6 separate regions of the Mus musculus genome follow, and regions 1, 2, 3, 4 and 5 are each linked to region 6. Evidence: chromatin contacts called from public promoter capture Hi-C data. All regions are on one chromosome and are shown on one strand. Each heading gives the region's core, a stretch centred on a gene start, on an enhancer-like site or on the middle of the called end of the contact. The rest is flanking DNA. Distances are from core to core; before and after follow the strand shown. Region 1 holds the start of Mccc1 (methylcrotonoyl-Coenzyme A carboxylase 1 (alpha)). Region 2 holds the start of Mtfr1 (mitochondrial fission regulator 1). Region 3 holds the start of Armc1 (armadillo repeat containing 1). Region 4 holds the start of Fxr1 (fragile X mental retardation gene 1, autosomal homolog). Region 5 holds the start of Pde7a (phosphodiesterase 7A). Region 6 holds the start of Rpl22l1 (ribosomal protein L22 like 1).

Region 1 (3,358 bases), core at 770-3,269, 7.2 Mb before region 6:
AATGGGGGTTGACTATCAATGTGTGTGTGAAGTACATGTTCTTTTTATTGATTTTGGCATCCATGTTATCTTCATAGAAAGAACTGTAAAATTTTCCATCATTTTGTGCTCTAGAAAAAAAGTAATAGCACTGCAATGAACCATTGTTTATTACATATGGAAATTCTTTTAGCTAGAGAAGGTGAGCTTTTTCATCAGTTGGGGTGGAGGTAAAGAGGGATTCAAAACAGGGGGAAGGATTATTTAGATCTTGTCTCTTTTCCAGCATCTATTTTAGTAAACAGTATTTTCTTGTAAAATCCATTTCATTTCTGGTTTGTCAAAGTTGTACAAAATCAGCTTCTTGTTAATTTATTGTTTTCTCTATATTTGATTTCCCTACTTTTAAAAGTGAGTTCCAGGACAGCCAGGGACATATATATATATATATATATATATATATATATATATATATATACACACACACACACATATATATATATATATATACACACACACACATATATACACACACACACACACACACACACACACACACACACACATATATATATATAATCAAGACCAGTGTGGTGGTGCACACATTCAGTCCTAGCCCTTGGGAGGCAGAGGCAGGCTCTCAAACTCTGTGAGTTAGAAGTCAGCCTGGTCTACATAGTGAGTTCCAGGACAGTCAGGGCTACATAGAGAGACCGTGTCTCAAAAAGAAAAAAAAAAAAAGTCATGTGAGATTTTTTTCCTCTTTATTTCTTGCTTATTTGGAGGCCATGTTCACTTTTTTGCTGTTTTAAATATATATCTTACATTCATTTTAAGTACAAGATGAAAACAATTTCTCCCCACGCCCAGAAAACAGTGTGTGGTTTTTTTTTTTTTTTTTTTTTTTTAATATGGAACTCTTCACACCTGAAACAGCGTAAAAGTAAACAACTAAATGAAAACCTGAGGAAATATTAACCTCTATAACTAGAGTTCTTATAACTCTGTAGGAAAAAAAGATATCCAGCCACACAAACAAAGCCAGTGGCAAGTACTCCCAGGGACGTTTTGAAACTATGTGATGACTCTACCGATAAAAGTCTAAACTTACTCAATATAAGATATCCTTCCTGAAGGAAGGAATTCATTTCTGGTGAACTCCAGAGGGATGGGTTCTCTTTTGCTGGCCAATGGGCCAGATAAGTAGGAACCTTCTCGAAAATACACAAGCAAGCCAATTTGTATCCAGACTTTCTAAAAGTTCGAATCTTTCAAGAAAACATCTTAGATTTTAAAGACAGGTGCAGGACTACTAGCCCAGACTGGTCTCGAACTTGGTCTGCAGGTTAGGATGGGCTTGAACTCCTGATGTTCCTGCTTCCACTTGTGTCCCCTTATTTCTAATTATTTTCTTAGTTCCTGGATTTATTTGTCCTTTGGTGTTAGTTTTCTGATTTCACTAATTTATTCCTCTTTACATTTGTTTTCCTTCTGCATTTATGTTTGTTTTTCATATCTTATTTATTTTGGTTTTTGAGGGACAGCCTCAACGTATTGCTCAGGCTGGCCTGGGACTCACTGTCTAGTCAATCCTGTCACTTACTACAATCCTTCTGCTTCAGCTTCTGGGATTGCAAATATGCGCCACTACGTCCCATTTAGTTTTTGCACTTATAACCCTTCGATTGGCTGTTTCACTTACTGTGTTTTTCTCCCCCATATGAGCTCTGCCTCAGCTGTATCAAATACCTACACATAGCTTTTACTGTGTCTTTGTTTCCTGCCACGCAGTTTCCACTGCCCCTTTTTCCTGATGTTTAGTGAGAAAGCTTGCATTTTGCTTGAGTGGTGGTTTGAGGGGCTGTGCATTTTCCTCTCATGCTCTGTGCTAAAAAAAAAAAAAAAGAAAAAAAAAAAAACCTGGCCCCGCCCCTCCAGATGGAGCCCAGCCCCTCACAGTTCACTCCCCACCCCCCAGGCACATGGTCCAATCAGCCAATCGGTACCTTGAAACACCCAGTTTTGTGATTGGCTCTTGCGGAGACGCCTACTTGCTCTTCGGAGCTACGGTGGCGGATCGGGGACAAGAAGCTTGCGCAGGGAGGGACGCTTTCAAGAATAAGCCAAGCAGCTTTTGGAATCCAGCAGAACAGCGCGGAGATGGCGGCGGCGGCGTTGTTGGCTGCGGTGGACAGGAACCAGTTGCGACGGGTCCCGATCCTGCTGCTGCAGCCGAGGTGACTCAGGGGTACTGCCGGTCCGTGCGCGGCCCGGATGCGAGGCGCTGGGTCACGTGAGAGCAGCCCTTTAAGTGCCTGTGTGTAGTTTTGGTAGGCGCTGTCCCACTTCAGTCTTTGGCTCTTCCTACAGACTCTGCCACCTTGGCTGGTTTCTGATCTGGGCACCCCGCACGGTGCTGCAACCGAAGATGGCATACGTAGCTAGAGGCTTGCACCAGGACCCCTTTCCCAAAGTCGCTTTCAGCTTAGCTCCCTCATTTTGAGTGCAGTTCAGAGAAGGATTTCTAGAGACCTTTCCCATTGCTGGGAAGAGTCAAATTAATGAGGGGTGAGTTTTGTCGAACGCTCTTGTTCACAAGTTTGAACAAAGCTGGCAGATGACTACCCCGGATCCTTTTGGAAACGAAGCTCCACGCTTTGACAACAGTGAAAACCCCAAGTCATGTAGATAGATTACTTCACCATAATCATCACCTCCTCGCATTCTGAAAAACGTACTGGCCCAAGGGCAAGAACTGCCTGCAGAAGGTTGGGTTCCCAGCTTACCTGTGACCTTGGTCGAGTTACCTAATATCCGTGCTTCAGTTTCTTCTGCTTGGAGGTGATGATACTTGTATCTAGCAGAGGTAATATAAAGACGATACTAACCCCCTCGTATGTCCAAATCAACACGTGGATAAAAATTTAAACACATCATGGTCCATTCAACAAACAGTGGTCGATGCCCTGGATTTTCGGTGAATACTAAAATGTAGGTCTTCACCCTATATTTTAAATAAGAAAGATGGTGAAAGTTGTATTAGTGCTGTTTTTCTTCCTGTGAATTTCCTTAGGTTCCCAAGAATACCACAGAGTCATTCTCCTCTCAAGGCTTAGTTATAGCTGTCATCCTGCTAATAGTTTTTAAAATTAAAACTCTTACCAGCATGAGAATTTTACCTTTTCTTTTTTCTTTCTTTTTACCAGCCATGATTCCTCTAATACCTCAGAGAAAAGAATTTGATTAGTCAGACTCTACCCATGAGAATAGCGGCTGTCTTAATTGGTGAATTATCTCCTGGCAGGCAATTTACTCGTCATGTTTAAATGTTTTGAGATGTAGCAAAAAGAGCTTTGAAAAATGGGATAGAGAAATCAGA
Region 2 (3,028 bases), core at 499-2,998, 9.6 Mb after region 6:
AAAACAACAAAAAGGATGTATGGTTAGAGACCAGAAGAGAGCTTCCTGCCACTTAGAGCTGGAGTTATACATGTGTGCCACAAGAGGGTACCCACAAACATTGCACACCCAGCTCTATAAGCAAGCCTAGCTCATCCTCCTCCACTGTCCATCAAATCCTATTTATACCCTCCAAACAACACATGTCCTTCACAGGTCTTGAGCATGTGTGTCCATCTCAGCTGACATCACTCTGCCAATCAGCCCTGCATCTGCGGATGCAGCAAGAAACTGCAACACACCACCATTATGGAGCACTTCTCTCCCTAGAGTCTGACAAATGCAGCTCAACTACGAAGACCAATACATGCATGTCATTAGCAAATAAATCTTAATCCCATGTCCTTTCACGTGCTTGCTTTCGTAGAACATCCTTTCGCCTAGGTCCACTTCAGCTACATGTTCCTTCACGTGTTTAGCCCAGCAGAACACCGTACAACACAGTTTCTAAAGAACCCTTAAGTTTCCTCTTCAGTTACTAGACTTGCATTTCAATTCAAAGATTAGGGTGTTGATAGAGAGTTAGCTGCACATCGTGACTGAGACTTTTCTTAGCTCGTAAGCATTTTATAGTCAAACTCGGTTGTATATAATCGCAAACCCATTTCTATTACCTTCTTTTTAAAAATAATTTTTACCTTTTAAATGATTTTTGTGTATGTACAATATATGTGATCAATATATGTGGACACAACTTACTTTCATGTAACAAGATAGTAAGTGTCACAACTTCCTTGACTAAGTCATTGTAATGTAAAACAACTACATACACTAGGAAAAGGTGACTGGAATCGGGCGTGGTGACTGAGGCAGGAGGTTTTAGGCAGCTCAACCTAATCTACATAGTGCATTCCACCCCAGCCTAGAGTAAGGAAGACAACTCTGTCTCAAAACCAAACCAAACAAAAAAGTGAACGCTAAATTACCAAGTATCATGAAATACTCCTTAATATTCTTTTCCGGATGTGGTGAAGCAAGCTTTAAATCCTGTAGTTGGGAGGTGGAGGGGGTAGGATCCGAACTTCTATTGACCATCCTCAAGCACAAAACGAGGTTTAAGCCAGAAGAGGTTACATCAGACCAATCACAAAACAAACCATCAGGCGGAAAGAAAGGTTTGGTTAAGTTTGACTTCAGATCTCAAAGTTTCTGTAGTCTGGCTACACGCAAACTGCGCACGCTTAGAAAGTTCAGAGCTGCCAGCCGACAATGACAGGAAAGTAGGTCCAGGTAGAACAGGCTGAACGCCGTGGGCCGCCCCGTTCAGCCCGGATCCAGCGAGGGCACAACGCCGACTGCGGGGGATGGGAGCCAGGCCGGCGGCCCGCGGAGCTCAGCAGGCCAGGCGCGGGCGAGCCGGAGGGCTGCTCTCTGCTCCGGGCTTCCGCGGCCTCCCTCCCGCTCGCCGGCCTCCCGCGCCGCGCCCCGTCCCCTCCCTTGTCCACAACACGGCCTCCCGCCACCGTTCAGCTCCGGGTGGTAGCCATTCCCCACCCCGCCAACCGCTTTTCTGTCCCGGGCCCCACTCACCTCGGCTGCGCAGCAGCCCTCACCTTCGCAGCTGCTCAGCCTTCCAGATTGGCTGTCCCAGGACCTTATGCCAATCAGCCAATCCCCGCCCCTGGCCCGGCCTAGGCTGACCAGTGAACGGCTCGCTGAGGCCCGGGGGCGGGCTCAGGAGAGGCCGGCGGAAGGCGTGTCTGCTCGCCGGCCACGCCGGCTACCTGTCCCGGGCTCTGTGCGCACGCGCGGTGCCCAGTAAGGGGCGTGTGCTTGCTAGTGTGCCGCGCTTTGTCTTGGGTGCTTCTGCCCCTGTTATTTTTGTTGGTAAACTTCGCCCCTTTTGGGTGTAGGAATACCCACATTCCGAGTGAAGTCTCAAATGTGTGCCCGCTGAAAGGAGCTAGGTCCTTAGCCTAGCCTAGCCTAGCCTGTGTCGAGCCCTTCTCAACCCACGCTCTGTGGGGACTTTGTCTGCCAGGGCGATCTGTTTCGGGCCTCAAATCCCGGACGTATGTTCTGGAGGAGTGGAAGGCGCGGCTCAGAGGGAGTGAAGACTTTTCCTGCCTTCAGTTCCCCCGCCTCAAAGTCTGCCTAATTGGTGTGCGTAGTTTTTAATGAAGGGTTATTCTAGATTTCAGATAACCTAGTCATGAAAATACGATCAGTCTGTGTCAAGTTAGCTATAAGCAGCACGGTGGTGTGTGTGGGTGCGATAAAACGTGAATATGGAGGGAAAGCCTATCAGTAATTCAAGAGGCCGCTCCTACCTGGGCGTGGCGGCTCCTGCTATGTAAAACGAGTAGTTTGAAGTTGGAGGCTGGAGGATCCAGAGTTGAAGACCAGCCTATGTCCAAAACAACCTGGAAGAGGGTGGAAGAGTTGAGGTGGGAAGTGGGCAGCAGCTGTTGCTACTTCGCCTTCTCTCTTACCCTCTCATTGGAGCGCTGGTGTTCTTACCCTGGATGGCCTAAATTCCTCCTGGCTACTGCTTTGGATTTCACCTAGAGCTTCAATTCAGTTACTCAGCAACGGCTCGTTGGGAGCCCATTATGACAGTACAAAGTTGGTGGGGTTTGTTTGTTTGTTTGTTTGTTTTTTAAGCCTTGAACCACACCCTGAGTAAGCCTACCAAAAGGCAGGGAGATCAAAACAAGGTTAATTAATATATGTGACCAAGTGTTATAACGTTTTAAGTACAAAAGGGCCTGACAGGCTGTGACCAAGGCTGGGAGAGAGAAGCCTGAGAGAGCAGTTCAGGGAGGGGTGCTTGGTCTGAAGGCTGATGAAAAGACAAAAGCTGCTGAAGTGAACTGGTAGGGACCACACACCAGGGCGACCATTCCAATGATACTTGTAGGATTTACTGCTAAGCTATTAGTTGCCTCAGGATCCCTGGTCACCAGCTGTGTGACCCACAGGTGACTCTCAGCTGCCTGCCACCACACAGGCCTATGTGATTGTCTATGTTTAAGAAGAAGGGTATCTG
Region 3 (3,280 bases), core at 579-3,078, 9.6 Mb after region 6:
CCAGCCTGTCCTGTGGCTAGACCCAAGCAACGATTGATAATGGTAGGTAGCACAACTTCACAGGTGTCAAGTTCAGACACTTTTAAACTAGAAATGTGAATCCATAAAGACTTAAAAGACTTCCCTGAGGCTTGTAATCCATTCACAGGAGTTTAGGAAGCACTAATTAATGTTTTGTTAAGGCTACCTTTGCTTTTTAGCTTCAGCCATCTTTTCTTGGTAATGGCATTTTGCACAAAGTTTAGACTTTGCAGAGCTTTAATGGCATCAGTGTGAATACATTAAATTTCAGATGGTGAATTTTCAATAGGTAAAGACATATTTTCACCGACTGGCTCAAAATAACCTGTCATTACTTACTAATTCTGAAAATACTATATGTCTTTTCTTAATAGGCAGATTAACATTAGCAAAAACAGCGAATTTTCCTTTCTGGATTACTGAGTCACCTTTTATTAGAATATTGGGCAAGTCTTCACTTACTCAGCCAGATAGGTTGTGCTGTACTGGGTATGCCCCTTGGACTTAGTATATTTACTTTTTTTTTTTTTTTTTCCTGCTTTCTACATTCACTGTTTTTAATTTAGGCTCAATGTTCTCTTACCACTAATCCCTGTCTTGGCTTTGTGAATAAAGCACACAGACTGGCTTTTGCCTGTAGGTGAGATGGTTATTTAGAGTCTTGTTCTTGTTTTCTACCAAGCTTTACTTTGGACTTGTTTTCATTTTGGGTTTTAATAATAAGATAACCAAGAGCACGGGAACATTAAGAAACTCAAGAGATGGACTCTTTTGTTCTTCTTCTTCTTCTTCTTTTTTTTTCTTTTTAAGTCAAGGTTTCTGTGAAGCTTTAGTTAGCCTAAACTGGGCTTGAACTTGAAATGGTCTGCCTTCAGCCTTTACCTACTTAGTGCTCAGATTCCGCCGTGGCGGTCTGGTTTATAAATTCACTTACAAAATATTGGAGATAATAGCGTAGAATACAGTCCGGTGTGGTGTCTTCCACATCCTTTCCAAATTAAAGCCCTTTCAAATTCCTTGTAACAAGAATAACAACAAAGTCCCTGTAACTTTAATGTATGAGCAACACGTCAGAATAAGATTGTAGAAACGAAGATCAAAAAGGAGTGTGGATGGATGTATTATTTTCAGATTAGCCTGCGAGACTTGGATAACAATTTCAGAAATACTTTGGAAAATAAAACGTACCTAGAGCAACTCCTCGGTAACTAGTATCGATAAAACAAGTATGTCTTTACTTTGATAAATAGAAAACAGCATTAACAAAACTTCATGATGAACTGGAGAACTCTCTTAACACAAGTCTCTGACAAGAGAAAAGACAAAATTCTTTTCAATGTCAAATCACTTAGGCCAACCCAACAAAAGCACTTCGCATCCCTCGCTTTGCTAGAAAGCAGCACTGAAAAGAAATGAACGAAATCCAGAGAGGCCAAACAGTGTCGACGTTCATAGTAAAAACTACAAAAAAACGTCCGAAGATTCTGGGTAAAGACGCACAGACGTGGATGAAGGGTTACAGGTTGTTTTATCAGACCTGGAAGACTTGCTGAAGATAAACTATTCTGTTCGCGTGTCTGCACACAGAAGCAGAAGCCCTTCCTGCCGCGGGAACCCTGGGAATTGTAGTCGCGGAGCCACGATGGCTGTAAATTTGTTTAGCACTCCGTGGACGGCGAGCCCTTGGTTCCAATTCAGTGTTCTGGGTCCTCATAGGTCCGGTCTAGCTCACCAATGAGCTACTAGGTTTGAGAACATCCCGCCTCTGGTTGGGTGTCCTTCCTCACGTTGCTTCATTTTCAGCCAATGGGATAATAAAGCCAGCAGAGGTGACAGGGTCACCGCGGAGCCTGCAGCTCCTCCGCCGCCAGCGACTCAGCCCTGTGGTTCTTTGAGTCGGGCCGTGGCTCGGGGTCTTCGCCGCCCGTTGTCCGCCGTGGTGGGTGCGGCTCTGATGCTGCGGCAGGCTCCGGACGCCCGGAGCTCTGGAGGGTACGTAGCCGGGGCCGAGGTGGGGCCGAGGGGCCGCTGCTGCGCGGGCCGGCCGCTGCGCCCGCCTCCTGCCGGCATCCCGCGGGCTGCCTCGGACGGCTCCGGACGTGCTCTTCTCTCCTCTTCCTTCTGACCAGCCAGCCCGCCCTACGAGTAGCGGGTGTCCATGTCGCGGCGTTCTTTCTGTAAATCTGCGAGCCTCTGCGCGCAGGCCTCCATTCAAGAGAAACTCGTGTACACAGGTGGTGGGCATTTGTGCACTTAGCTGCTCCTTTGGTGATACTGTCTCCTCAGCGCTTGCAGTAGAAGTTTCCCACTGGGTTAGTTCTGTGCTTGCATGGTACTTGCCAGACATTTTACTGTCTTGCCTTTTTTTTTTCCCACCCTGTTACCCGCTCAAAACTGCTACCTGAAGAAACTGAGGCTTGGAGACGGTAATTCAATTCCAAAAGAGTTACAGTTATAATTGCAAGGAGAAGCCAGATCGGGTCTCGGCGTTTGATAGTGGTAGTTGCTTTTCAACCCGGCTTAATCATTAAGGATTTAGGATAAGTGTGTGCCCGCAGCAGCTCTTAGCACGTGAGGGCTAAATACTTCTATTAACTAAGTGGTGATTCTTAGCTATAAGAAAAGGAATACCTTTCTGACATCTGCCCAGACACTGATGTCTCGCGTGTCTCTAACTCCGTGCTTCAAGACTTCTTGCCCGTTGGCATCCTCATCTGGAAGCTGGTTGGACATCTCAGATTCCCAGACCCACTTACACCCACTGAGCTTGAACTTACTTTTGGCAAGGTCCCTTAGGTGATCGCAGTGTCCTTAAAGTTTGCGAAGGGTTCTGTTTGTCAACATAGAGCCAAGGAAGAGAAAATAAGTTTGGGTCGTGATGGTATGCCTTTAATCCCTGCTTTGGTAGCTATTGGCAGGCAGATCCCTCCTAGTTTCAGGCTCATCTCAACTACATAGGTCAGCCAGAGCTAAGTAAGGAGAAGAAAAAGTAAAGGCATACGTCCTATGCACTGTGACCTCTACTCAGACTGAGATACAGAAAAATGAGAACAAAGCTTTTGTCATTTGCACGACGTTTCCCTTTTCAGAAAATGAATGTGTCTCTTGAGAGTTTTAACTTAGCCGTCCCAACTCTTAAAGTAGACATCAATGTTAACTGTTTCATAATTGTCTTGTAATTGACACCAGGTGCGGGCTTTGGAAGTAAAAGAGCAAATTAAGACAAAGGGGATGCTGATTTACTGTTGCTGGCTAGTTA
Region 4 (3,106 bases), core at 222-2,721, 5.2 Mb before region 6:
GGAACACTAACGAAGCCAGTTACACACTAATAGGTGATACTAAAGGCTTTAACACTCACTCTTACTACTTAGTTGGCCACCAGAGATTTTACAATCAAAATTTACAAAACAAAATTTAAAAAAGTATACTTATCATTCTTTGTCAATGAGCTACTGCCTATATTATTACCACGTGACAAATCACCTCCATACAGCTAATAAGCAAGCTAGAAAGGGAAAAGCAAAACACTGAAAAATTAGGAAATCGTTAATACCAAATAAAATCCTCTGGAATAAAGGAGCCATTGAAATGAAAACCTGTGAGAAACCATTTTAAGTACATACAATACTCATGTACTAGAAGAGAGCCTTCATAAAAATAGCCAAGACTCTCAAACATCTGAGATGCTGGCTTGGAGAATGACTGACAGACAACAGCTGAGAAGGTTTTGTGTTGATTTGTTAAGATTCTCGCACACTTTGGGGAGAAAAAAAAATAAGGAGAAGGGGCCGTTACTATGGAAAAACTGTTCAGCCTTCGTGTTCTGCTTGGTGCCCCCTCCCCCTTTTCCAATAGAAGCAAGCGCCTTACAAATTCCTCCACTCTAGAATCCTCCCTCTGTCTCCGAGGCCAGCCTCCACGGCAATGCATGGCCTCTTCTCAAAGGAAACAAAAAGAACCTCGTGGAAGAGGACTTAAAAAGCAAAAACAAAAAACAAAAAACCCACCTTCCCAGGGGCTGGGAAGACACGCGTCCCTCCCACCTGCCGCCTGGCCTCGGGTCACCTTTGAACCCTTCCTTCGGAATTCGCATTTCTCCCGGGCCGAGGGGCGAAGGGGCCGCCCGCTCCCCAGGCCGCGGCCACCAGGGCCCGCCGCCCGTCCGGGTTTCCACGCGGGCGGGCGGGCGCCGTGGGTTCGCAGGGCCCCCGGGGCAGCACAAGCCGGGGTAGGCCGGGGAGTCAGCCATTCATGCCGCGGGCGGGAGGGCGGGCGGGCGGAGAGGAGCCTGGCGGGCCCGGCCGCCGCCGCGGGGTCGCAGTGAGCTGCCCGCCTCAGTCCGTCCCTCAGTCCGCCCGTCCGCGCCCCCCACCCCGCCAGGCCTCGGCGGCGCGCCCGCACCACAGCCCGCCGCTCCAGCCCGCCCGCCCGCCCGCGTCCCGGAGGCCTCGACCCAGGACGCTCCGGGACAGGAGGCAAGCCAGCACCCGCCGCCTTGTTTCCAAACATAACGGAGCCTGGGCCCCGAGACCGTTAAACCGCGCCGAGGGCAGAGGCCAGCAGCACGGCCCAGCTGCCTCCCCCGCCACCACCTGACACCTCTCCTCGGCCCCCGGGGTCCCCGGCGCCCCTTGACCCCGCTCCCAGTGCCCAGCTCCCATCCCCGGCCGCCCCGCGGCCCGTACCTTGTAGAAAGCCCCGTTGGAGCCGCGAACCTCCACCGTCAGCTCCGCCATGTTGGAACCGCAAAGGCTGCTGGGAAGAGATTCTAGAAACTTTCCAACGCGAGGGGAGGAGGGGGGAGGGGCGAGCGTCGCGGGGGAGGGGCGGGCGGGCGGGAGGGCGGGACGCTCCCGGCCCGCTCCCGGGCTCTCCGCTAGCGGCGCCGCTCTGCGCGGGTCCTTGGGCGGCTACCCAGCGGCAGGCCGGTCCGCCCACGCCCACGCCCGCGCGGCCCGCCTCGCGCACAATGAGTGAGGCGGACCCGCCCGGCGCGCCACCCTCGCCCCAGGATCCGCGCGGCCGGCGACGCTCCCTACGGGCTCTTCCCGTCAGGAAGCGCGGCCTGGCGGGCGCTCGGGCTCGGCCAGAGCGCATGGCCGGCCGACACTCTCAGGTTTGCCCTCATGGAGCCTTCCCTCTGGAGCCTCGGGCCGTCCCCTTGAAGAGCCTTTCCCAGGACGAACCCGGGACTCGGGGCTTCCCCCGAGCCTCACGCAGTTCTCAGGCCTCGCCTCGCGCGAAGGCAGCTCACTCACCTGTCACCGACCGAGCACGGTTACCTTAATACGTTATTAAAGGCTCGGGAAACCTAGGCTAATTTTGTGGGGGGATCCTGTTTGAGACACAGTTCTCTACCCCTGGGTGGCCTTGAACCCACAGAACTGCTTCTGCCTCTGGCCATCGGAGTGCTGGCATTACTTTTAAAAAATTTTAAACAATGGGAAAGTGTATTCCTCCCACCCCTGATAGGTTACACGTGGGAAGTTTTGCAAAGAGGATCCAAGAACCTATTGGGTTTTGTGTTGTGTGACTTTACCAGAAACGCCACCAGTTCTAGAAGCTTTGTGGCACTCATACTTAGTTTGATAAGTTAATGCCAACTTCTGAAAGCAAGGCTTTTGGAAATAGTACTTAAAAGAATTCATTTGTATGTGCATCTTTACATAACTTTTCAGCGACGCATGATGTATTTGTCTTTCCTTTATTTGGAGCTCAAATTGACCACCCTGCCTCCCACCTCCAGGTGCCAGTTGGGCTAACAGGCTCAGTTCCCCCACGGTTACCTGTTACTCTGAGACAAGTCTCACTAAGCAGTCCAAGATGGCCTTCGATTTACCTCCCATTCTCTTGTCTTAGCCTCCAGAGTGCTGGCTTTACTGGTGTGAGCTCCTGGCCCCTAGCAACCTGGTTTGTATAAAGTACATTTTCTTTATACAAGATTAGCCCTTTTAAAAATGTACAGTTCAGCGTCTATCACCAGGATCAGTATAAAACATTTTCATCACAAACAACAATAAATAAGTAAAAATAAAAAGCACTTGTGCTTGTTGCTGTTCCCCAATTCTCCTGAATTCCCTGGATTCTAGGAAACTGCCCATGTGTTTTCTATGTAGAGATTTGCCTAGCTCGATCTCACATATGAGTGGGATCGTGATGTGAGAGCTTCTGTGATTGGCTTCTCTCATTTAGAATATTCTTTCAAGATTCATGGTACAGCAGGTATGACTAGGTGTCCATTTTTTGTCACAGTATTACACTGCATAAGCAACCGCACTGTACTGCTGATATGGGTTTATTAGTATGTTTGAGGGTCAGATGCAGAGGACTGAAACAAGGTCCCGGAGCTACACACAGCACTATCTTCTTTAGCCCTTTATTTATTTCTCATTTGAAGGCCCATGC
Region 5 (3,411 bases), core at 691-3,190, 9.5 Mb after region 6:
TGCATGCTATGGTGGAAGACATGGCTCTCAAGTCAGACCAGCGTTTACTAAGGAAGTGACTTAGTTTTGGAAAGGGACTGCTCATTTGTATAAATAAGATCAAATTACTATGTGTTGGGTAAAAATACTGTATATAAAATACCTGCCAGGGCTCTTGGCTCAAACAAGGACCCTGAAATAGACCTTACTGGAAATGTACTGTTTAGTTGCCTATTTAGTAGTGAGTCTTATTATTTAATTAATCAAATATTTGGATATTACTAAATGTGGTATATTTTACTCAATGAAATTTTACCAGTATCAACTTTGTGTAGAGGTACTCAAATTTGTTGTTGTTGTTTGAGATAGAATCTCACTATGTAGTCTGCCTGGTTTTGAACTCACTATGATACTTGAGCTTATCTTTAACTCTCAACTCTTCATCGTGTTGCCCTAGCTTTCCAAAGGCAGCGATTACAGGTTTGTACCACCATGTCCGTACATATCACTTGAGGTTAGTTCTTGAGATTTATCTGTCCTAGGTGTAGGGCAAGTTTGTTTCTAGGAATCTACTTCCAATTTAGTCAGCTGATAAACGACTTTCTGAAGACTAAGTGGCCCACAGTGCTCGGTGTAATCCCAAGTGAGATGCTTAACACATCTACTACAGGGACTAATTAGGATTTCAAAAGCAGTGAGATCAGTTGCTGCACTAAAAGAATCTCATTAGTGCTTCTTCATCTAGTGAAGGCAAATTCCATGACACAGAACGGATCGTAAAACATGATGAAGACCTGGCATGTAGAAAATACACAGGGGCACGAGGTTTAAATAATAAAAGAATACACCTTCCACCTTTGTCCGTTTATCTGATCATGTACACTCGGTACTCAATTTATAGCATCATTAAGCCCAGGCTCAGCACTGTACTTCTTCTAAGACCTGCCACCTTGCCAATCTTAAATAACTGGGAGACTAGATGCCCTGAGAAATGATCCAAATCTATTTTGCCAGGGGGCGGGGGTGGGGGTGGGGGTGTGGAGCTCGTTCATGCTAAAAGTATCTGATGCTCAAAGCATCAGAAACAGTCGGCTCCTGCAGAAAAGCTTTGGCAGTTTGGGGCAGAAACTTAAAAGAACAAGCAAATTATATCCTCACCTTACCAAAACAGGTGAAAAGCTCTCTTACATCCTAGCCAGCAAACACTAACAAAGAAGGGCGATGGTTGGCTAGGGGAACTTTTGGTCTCTTTGTCATCTTTGTCTTCCCAATATCGTCATTTCTCATTTTCTTGGTTGCAGAATTTCACTTTTCTCCATCCAAAGACCCTCCTTCTCGCTCGGGAGTTTTTGGTCTTTTTCTGCTCTGCAGGCCCCGAAAGTCTGGGGCCTCACTTGCCAAGGGAAGCCACTGGAACCTTGCCTAGGTAGGGCACGGACGGTGACATAGCGGGAGCACTGAGCCCCCGAGATCTGCTGGCGTCACCGCCGCAGCGGCCTCCCGCGACGCCCTAGTACGGGAATTCCACAGGGGACGCGCGCGGTGCCCCGACGGGCGGAGCACGGAGAGGGCGCCCGGTGCTCTGGGCATTTTGGATCTGTCGGACGAAACAGCGCCGATCCGGTAGGCCGAACAAACTCCGGGTCGGTGCGCCCGAGGATGCCCCACGTAACTCTCCTGCGCACGCGCCGCGGGTTGCGGGGAGGGAGCTGCGGGGAGGCGGGAGGGGCCGGGGGGGCGCGGGGCGCGGCGCGGCGCGGCGCGGCGCCTAGCGCAGCGGACGCGAGCAGCCCTGTCCGGACAGCCGGCGGGCTCCTGGGCGCGGCGGCGGCGCGGGGCGCGGGGCATGCGGCGCGGCGTCGTGACGTCACGGTGGCGGCGGCCGTGGTTGGCGCAGGGTCCGCTGCTGCAAAGTGTGAATTACGCCGGGCTCGCGCCGGCGGCGGAGCGGAGTGAGGCTCGGGGGAGGGGAGGGGGCAGGGCTCCGGCGGCCGAACTGCTCTACGCTCCGCGCCCGTGCTCGCGGCCCGGGCCAGCTCTCGCGCCGCGGAGCGCCTGGGCGGCGGGTTCCCCTTTAACGCCGCCCGCCCGGCTTCCCGAGCCCGCTGCAGCCCTTCCCGCCGCCAGCCGCGCGGAGGGCCGGGAGGCGTCGGCGGCCACTAGCGCCGCCCGCCCCGCGCGCGCCTCGGCCCCGGGTCCCCGCGGCGCGGCCCCCTCGTAGCGCAGGGGCGGGCGACCGCGGACTGGCGGGCGCCGCGCGGATCCAAGGCGGACGTGTTCAATGGAAGTATGCTACCAGCTGCCGGTGCTGCCCCTGGACAGGCCGGTCCCCCAGCACGTCCTCAGCCGCCGAGGAGCCATCAGCTTCAGCTCCAGCTCCGCGCTCTTCGGCTGCCCGCATCCCCGGCAGCTCTCGCAGGTAACCGCCGCCCCGGGGCCCGCAGCTCGGTGCTTTTGTCTTCTGGAGGGACTCGGGCCATTGTTCCCGCCTCGGTAGGCTGGCCTCCCCTTCCCGGAGTCTTTCACCCTCGGCTGTGCTCGGTGCCCCTGGCCTCTGCGACCCTCGCCGCGGCTAACCCGTCACGCCCGCTGGTAGCCCCAAGCCATGACTTTATCCTCCCCTCCTTTCTCTGTGTCTCCTACCAGTTGGGCCTCTTGTCCCCTTAGTCATGACCCTGAGCTCACCTTTTCGCCCCCCACCCCCTAGCCCTCCCCCACACCTGTGCAGGTTCTCGAGCCTTGCAGCGCTGCGGGTGCTGAGTTTCTCAGAACAATAGGCCTAGTGGTCCCATTGTGGTCCTCACCCGAACTGCGAACTGCTGCTTTGTAGGGAAGGGGCCTAGGTGTCAGGAACTAGTGTGCAAAGTTGATGGTTTCCAATCAGTTTTCTCGCTTGATAAAGGCGGCTTTAGTTCAGAAACCACTGATGAGCATTCACAAAGGACTTTGTTTCCGATGGCCCAACACCAGTTGCTGTTGAACATTAAAAAAAAAAAAATTTTTTTCTGTGACGTCCTTGGCTCAGCTCTTTAGTTGGGTTAAATTTGGTTGCCAGATTTAGAATAAAGAGGAAGAATTTTACTTTGTTTACATATGAACCTGGTGCCCTCATTGCCTGCTGCCAGAAGTTCTGTGTTTATGAGATTACTTTTGGGACGGGTACTGGAGGAGTGTGCTTACATTTGCTGGTCTAGACTCCAATCAGTGAGCCTCAGCCATTCATCCATCCATCCATCCATCCATTCATTCGTTTATTTGTGTGCTTGTTTATGGCAGGGCCTTTCTAAATTGTTCAGTCTTGCCTTTAACTCATGATCTTCCTGCTTCAGACTTCCAAGTACCAGGCCTGAGCCATTGCCCTAGGTCCCGTATTCATTTCGTAAAATAAAGTATTCTTATTTTTTTCTATTGCTTAGTATTTCTTTACCCTTT
Region 6 (3,151 bases), core at 328-2,827:
AGAAGCAACCAGGACAAGAGCAGCCTCTCAACCCCCTAGTACAACACACCATGAAATCTGCTGTCTGTTGACTCAAAATATACTAATATTCCCCATTTATGAAATGAAATAGACAGCAAGAGTCATCCTGACTCATATGCAAACACCTTTAAACAGACTAACAGCCATTTTCGCAGACTAATGCCTACGAGACATCCCACCACAACGTAAAAACAGAAGAACAGACCTTTTGGAGAACTGTTTCTCAGAAACAACTGTGATTTTATTCTTCAGGCGTTCAATGTGAACAACATTGCCAAGATTTCCAGTTTTTCCATTGACTTTAACCTTCTCCCGTAGAAACTGTTCCTATTTTCAAACAGAAAGAATGCAAAACTAGGGAAGGAAACCCTAGATGGTCACTAGGGAAGGTACCCTAGGAGCACAGCTTAGGTTAATATCAAGTACTACATTTAAATGCCAACAACTATGCAATCACAGTAAGACACTTACAAAATTTCCAGAGTCAAAAATTCCATCTTCTACTGGATGAGTAAGGTCCAAATGAAACCTCCAGGTGGACTTCTTAGGCTTCTTGTCTTTCTGCTAGACATAATTATGATGCCATTAAAGCAGTTTATTCAGCTTAGACACTGAATTCCCAAGAAAAAAATTACCAACTCAGCATACATCTGGTATAATGGGTTATACACAGACTTGACCAACACCTGAAGGAGCCTGTGCTCTATGTAAAGGTTACTCATTAGCTTGGTTTAAACCAATGTTTCAATTCCCATGAAACGTCATCATTTCCAGTTAAGTACCTTCCAAGTGTAAGCTTATTTTAGTAGAGAAATCTTGCTTGATTATGAAGAACTGCTTCCTACTGTAACTGATGTTATTTCCAATTTCAAATTAAAACACCCACCTGGGTGCTTTTCAAGTTTTATCTGAACTTAAAACACCATTTTTAGGGTAATGGGTCTCTTTATGCTTTATTGTAATTGGTCCAAACAGAGTCACCTAAATGGCTACCAATTAATAATACCTTCACCACCCTCCAATTATCGCAAACCCGGAACTGGCATTTGAGTGAATGACGGGGTGGACTCGCTCACTGCCGTGCAGTGAACAGGCAGTCCCGATGGGGCCATCAGACGTCACTCAGTTTTGAATCCTTACTCAGCAACCTTATTTTTAACAATTTTGGTTATAGTGACTTTCCAAATGTTTAAACCACGCTCTTCAAACTGCTAACGTCATTGCAACCGCGGACCTGGCCACTTAGGCTCTCTTCCGTTGACAGGGTGACCACAGGCCATGGAGAAACCCAGAGGCCCAGAGACCGACCGCGCCCGCCGATACTAAGCTAGTCGCGGGCCCGGCTCCCGCCGCGCAGGCCGCACGGCACTCACGGACGGCTCCGCAACCCGGATTCTATCGTCCCAGTCGAGCCGCCAGGCCGACTCTCTTCCCACCGCCTTCTCTCCTGCGGCGCTCCCGCTCGCTAGACGCAATAGCTACCTGTAATACCCGAGCCCCGCACACGCGCGCGCACTCACCGGCGCCATGTTGAGCTGCAGCCGTGGGAAGAGAACGGGCTTGCGCCGCACGCACGCTTTTATATAAAAACGTGCTGCGTCATACGCAGAGCGTGCGAAATACGCAACTCGGAACCGGATATGCACGGAGTGCTTGGCAGTCACCTAGGAAACGGAGGCGTGGCGTTGGGGGGCGGGGATGCCCTGGCGTTTGGTTTCCGCCTGCGTCTTCGAGTGGGAAGCCGGAGCCGACTGATTCTCTGCTCTGGCTGTGGACTTTGCAAACTTACAAACCAGAGTGGAGTAAGTTCAAGGGATGCAGGAGTTATCTGTTATAATTCAGGGCAAGGCAGACTCTCAATGTTGCTTTATGATCGTCTCTATTATGTTGCGATTATAGTCCTCCAGAGAAAAAGTTCTATGCTTTGCCTAGCTTTTAAGGTAGAGGATGTCCTTCTGAGAAGAACAAGTTGAGTACACTTTGGGTTTATTGGATAGGCATAATTTATTGTACTTTCTACTTACTGACTCACAATCTGCTGAAACCTAACTATCAATGTTTACAAAGTACACTAGGATGGACGTACCTTGATGACAGAAAGTAAAAAAGCATTTGAATTTTGAGCGGTTGTAATTGACGCCAGGTCAGAAAAGTGGTGAGGCTGTTGGTGTTCAGTAGTATACGTTTCTGTTAGTGTGAAACTCTAGTATTTAGGGACAGGAGATGGGATGGACTTTAGTTGTTGATTTGGAAAAGGCCCTAGAATGTAAGAGTTGTGTTCTATCCAAGCGATCGGTAATAGGCGTTAATACAGTGTAGGGTATGGTGCTAGTGGTGCTGAGGTTTTAGAAGAAATCAATTTCATTAAATTTTAAAATCTTTTTGCCTTAAGAATCACAAAAACTTTTCGTTCCAAATGTTCAGGCAGGGGCCAGGGTTGACATTTCTTCCTAAAGGGCTTCCTGTTCTGCAGATCAAAATGATCATTAGATATTTTGAAAATAGGCCATTAATTGACATTTAAAATTTTTGTTTTGCTTATCTTTGGCAACTTTCTGTGTCATAACAATAACCACTTAAGCCAATTATTTAAAGGAGATGAGAGACTCCCAGGACTCAAAGGGAGGAACCTTAGATGAAACACCCTACAGTAGGGAGAGGAACTTTTAGAGCCCACCTCCAGCAGGAATACAGGACAACAAGTGAGGGATGGGGTTGCCATCCCACAGTCACACCTCTGACCCATAATTGTTCCTGTCTGAAAGAATTACCTGGATGGAAATGGAGAGGAGCCTGAGGAAAAGAAGGTCCAGCTACAGACCCAAAGTGGGATCCAGCTCAAGGGGAGGCCCCAGGGCTATTACTGAGGGAGGCTATGTATAGAGTGTTCACAAAAAGGATCCTATCATGACTGCCCTCCAAAAGACCCAACAAGCAGCTGAAAGAGTCAGATGCAGATATTTGAACCCAACCAATGGACAGAAGCAGCTGAACCCTGTTGAATTAGGGAAGGCTGAAAGAAGCTGAGAAGAGGGTCTGTTCTACAGTAGGAGGCCCAGCAGTCTCAATCTGGACCCTCAAGATCTCTCAAACACTGGACCACCAACCAGGCAGCATATACCAGCTGATA

The links. Promoter capture Hi-C pulls out the DNA fragments that hold promoters and counts their contacts.
Region 1: a promoter capture Hi-C map of pre-B cells shows a contact between it and region 6, with 2.9 times the contacts expected there. The contact joins the promoter of Mccc1 here to the promoter of Rpl22l1 in region 6. A contact is called at or near these places in 1 of 39 promoter capture datasets (pre-B cells) and 1 of 484 Hi-C or Micro-C datasets (CD4 T cells).
Region 2: a promoter capture Hi-C map of pre-B cells shows a contact between it and region 6, with 4 times the contacts expected there. The contact joins the promoter of Mtfr1 here to the promoter of Rpl22l1 in region 6. A contact is called at or near these places in 1 of 39 promoter capture datasets (pre-B cells) and 1 of 484 Hi-C or Micro-C datasets (CD4 T cells).
Region 3: a contact with region 6 is called in a promoter capture Hi-C map of pre-B cells. The contact joins the promoter of Armc1 here to the promoter of Rpl22l1 in region 6. A contact is called at or near these places in 2 of 39 promoter capture datasets (liver and pre-B cells) and 1 of 484 Hi-C or Micro-C datasets (CD4 T cells).
Region 4: a promoter capture Hi-C map of pre-B cells shows a contact between it and region 6, with 2.7 times the contacts expected there. The contact joins the promoter of Fxr1 here to the promoter of Rpl22l1 in region 6. A contact is called at or near these places in 2 of 39 promoter capture datasets (liver and pre-B cells).
Region 5: a contact with region 6 is called in a promoter capture Hi-C map of pre-B cells. The contact joins the promoter of Pde7a here to the promoter of Rpl22l1 in region 6. A contact is called at or near these places in 2 of 39 promoter capture datasets (cranial neural crest and pre-B cells).

Annotation. Positions count from the first base shown.
Region 1 is chr3:35,999,339-36,002,696 of GRCm38.p6, reverse strand. Mccc1 (methylcrotonoyl-Coenzyme A carboxylase 1 (alpha)) reads left to right here and starts at 2,019. Exons shown (of 19, transcript NM_023644.4): 1 at 2,019-2,216. The coding sequence starts at 2,140. It overlaps Mccc1os (methylcrotonoyl-Coenzyme A carboxylase 1 (alpha), opposite strand), which reads right to left and starts at 2,784. Exons shown (of 3, transcript NR_029456.1): 1 at 1,986-2,784.
Region 2 is chr3:19,186,830-19,189,857 of GRCm38.p6, reverse strand. Mtfr1 (mitochondrial fission regulator 1) reads right to left here and starts at 1,748. Exons shown (of 8, transcript NM_026182.6): 1 at 1,570-1,748.
Region 3 is chr3:19,161,643-19,164,922 of GRCm38.p6, reverse strand. Armc1 (armadillo repeat containing 1) reads left to right here and starts at 1,828. Exons shown (of 7, transcript NM_028840.3): 1 at 1,828-2,013.
Region 4 is chr3:34,018,444-34,021,549 of GRCm38.p6, reverse strand. It overlaps Fxr1 (fragile X mental retardation gene 1, autosomal homolog), which reads right to left and starts at 1,471. Exons shown (of 17, transcript NM_001113188.1): 1 at 1,387-1,471. The coding sequence starts at 1,437.
Region 5 is chr3:19,309,851-19,313,261 of GRCm38.p6, reverse strand. It overlaps Pde7a (phosphodiesterase 7A), which reads left to right and starts at 1,940. Exons shown (of 13, transcript NM_001122759.2): 1 at 1,940-2,398. The coding sequence starts at 2,261.
Region 6 is chr3:28,803,934-28,807,084 of GRCm38.p6, reverse strand. It overlaps Rpl22l1 (ribosomal protein L22 like 1), which reads right to left and starts at 1,577. Exons shown (of 4, transcript NM_001347226.2): 1 at 1,542-1,577; 2 at 493-582; 3 at 227-348. The coding sequence starts at 1,550. It overlaps Gm32950 (predicted gene, 32950), which reads left to right and starts at 1,734. Exons shown (of 3, transcript NR_166194.1): 1 at 1,734-1,823.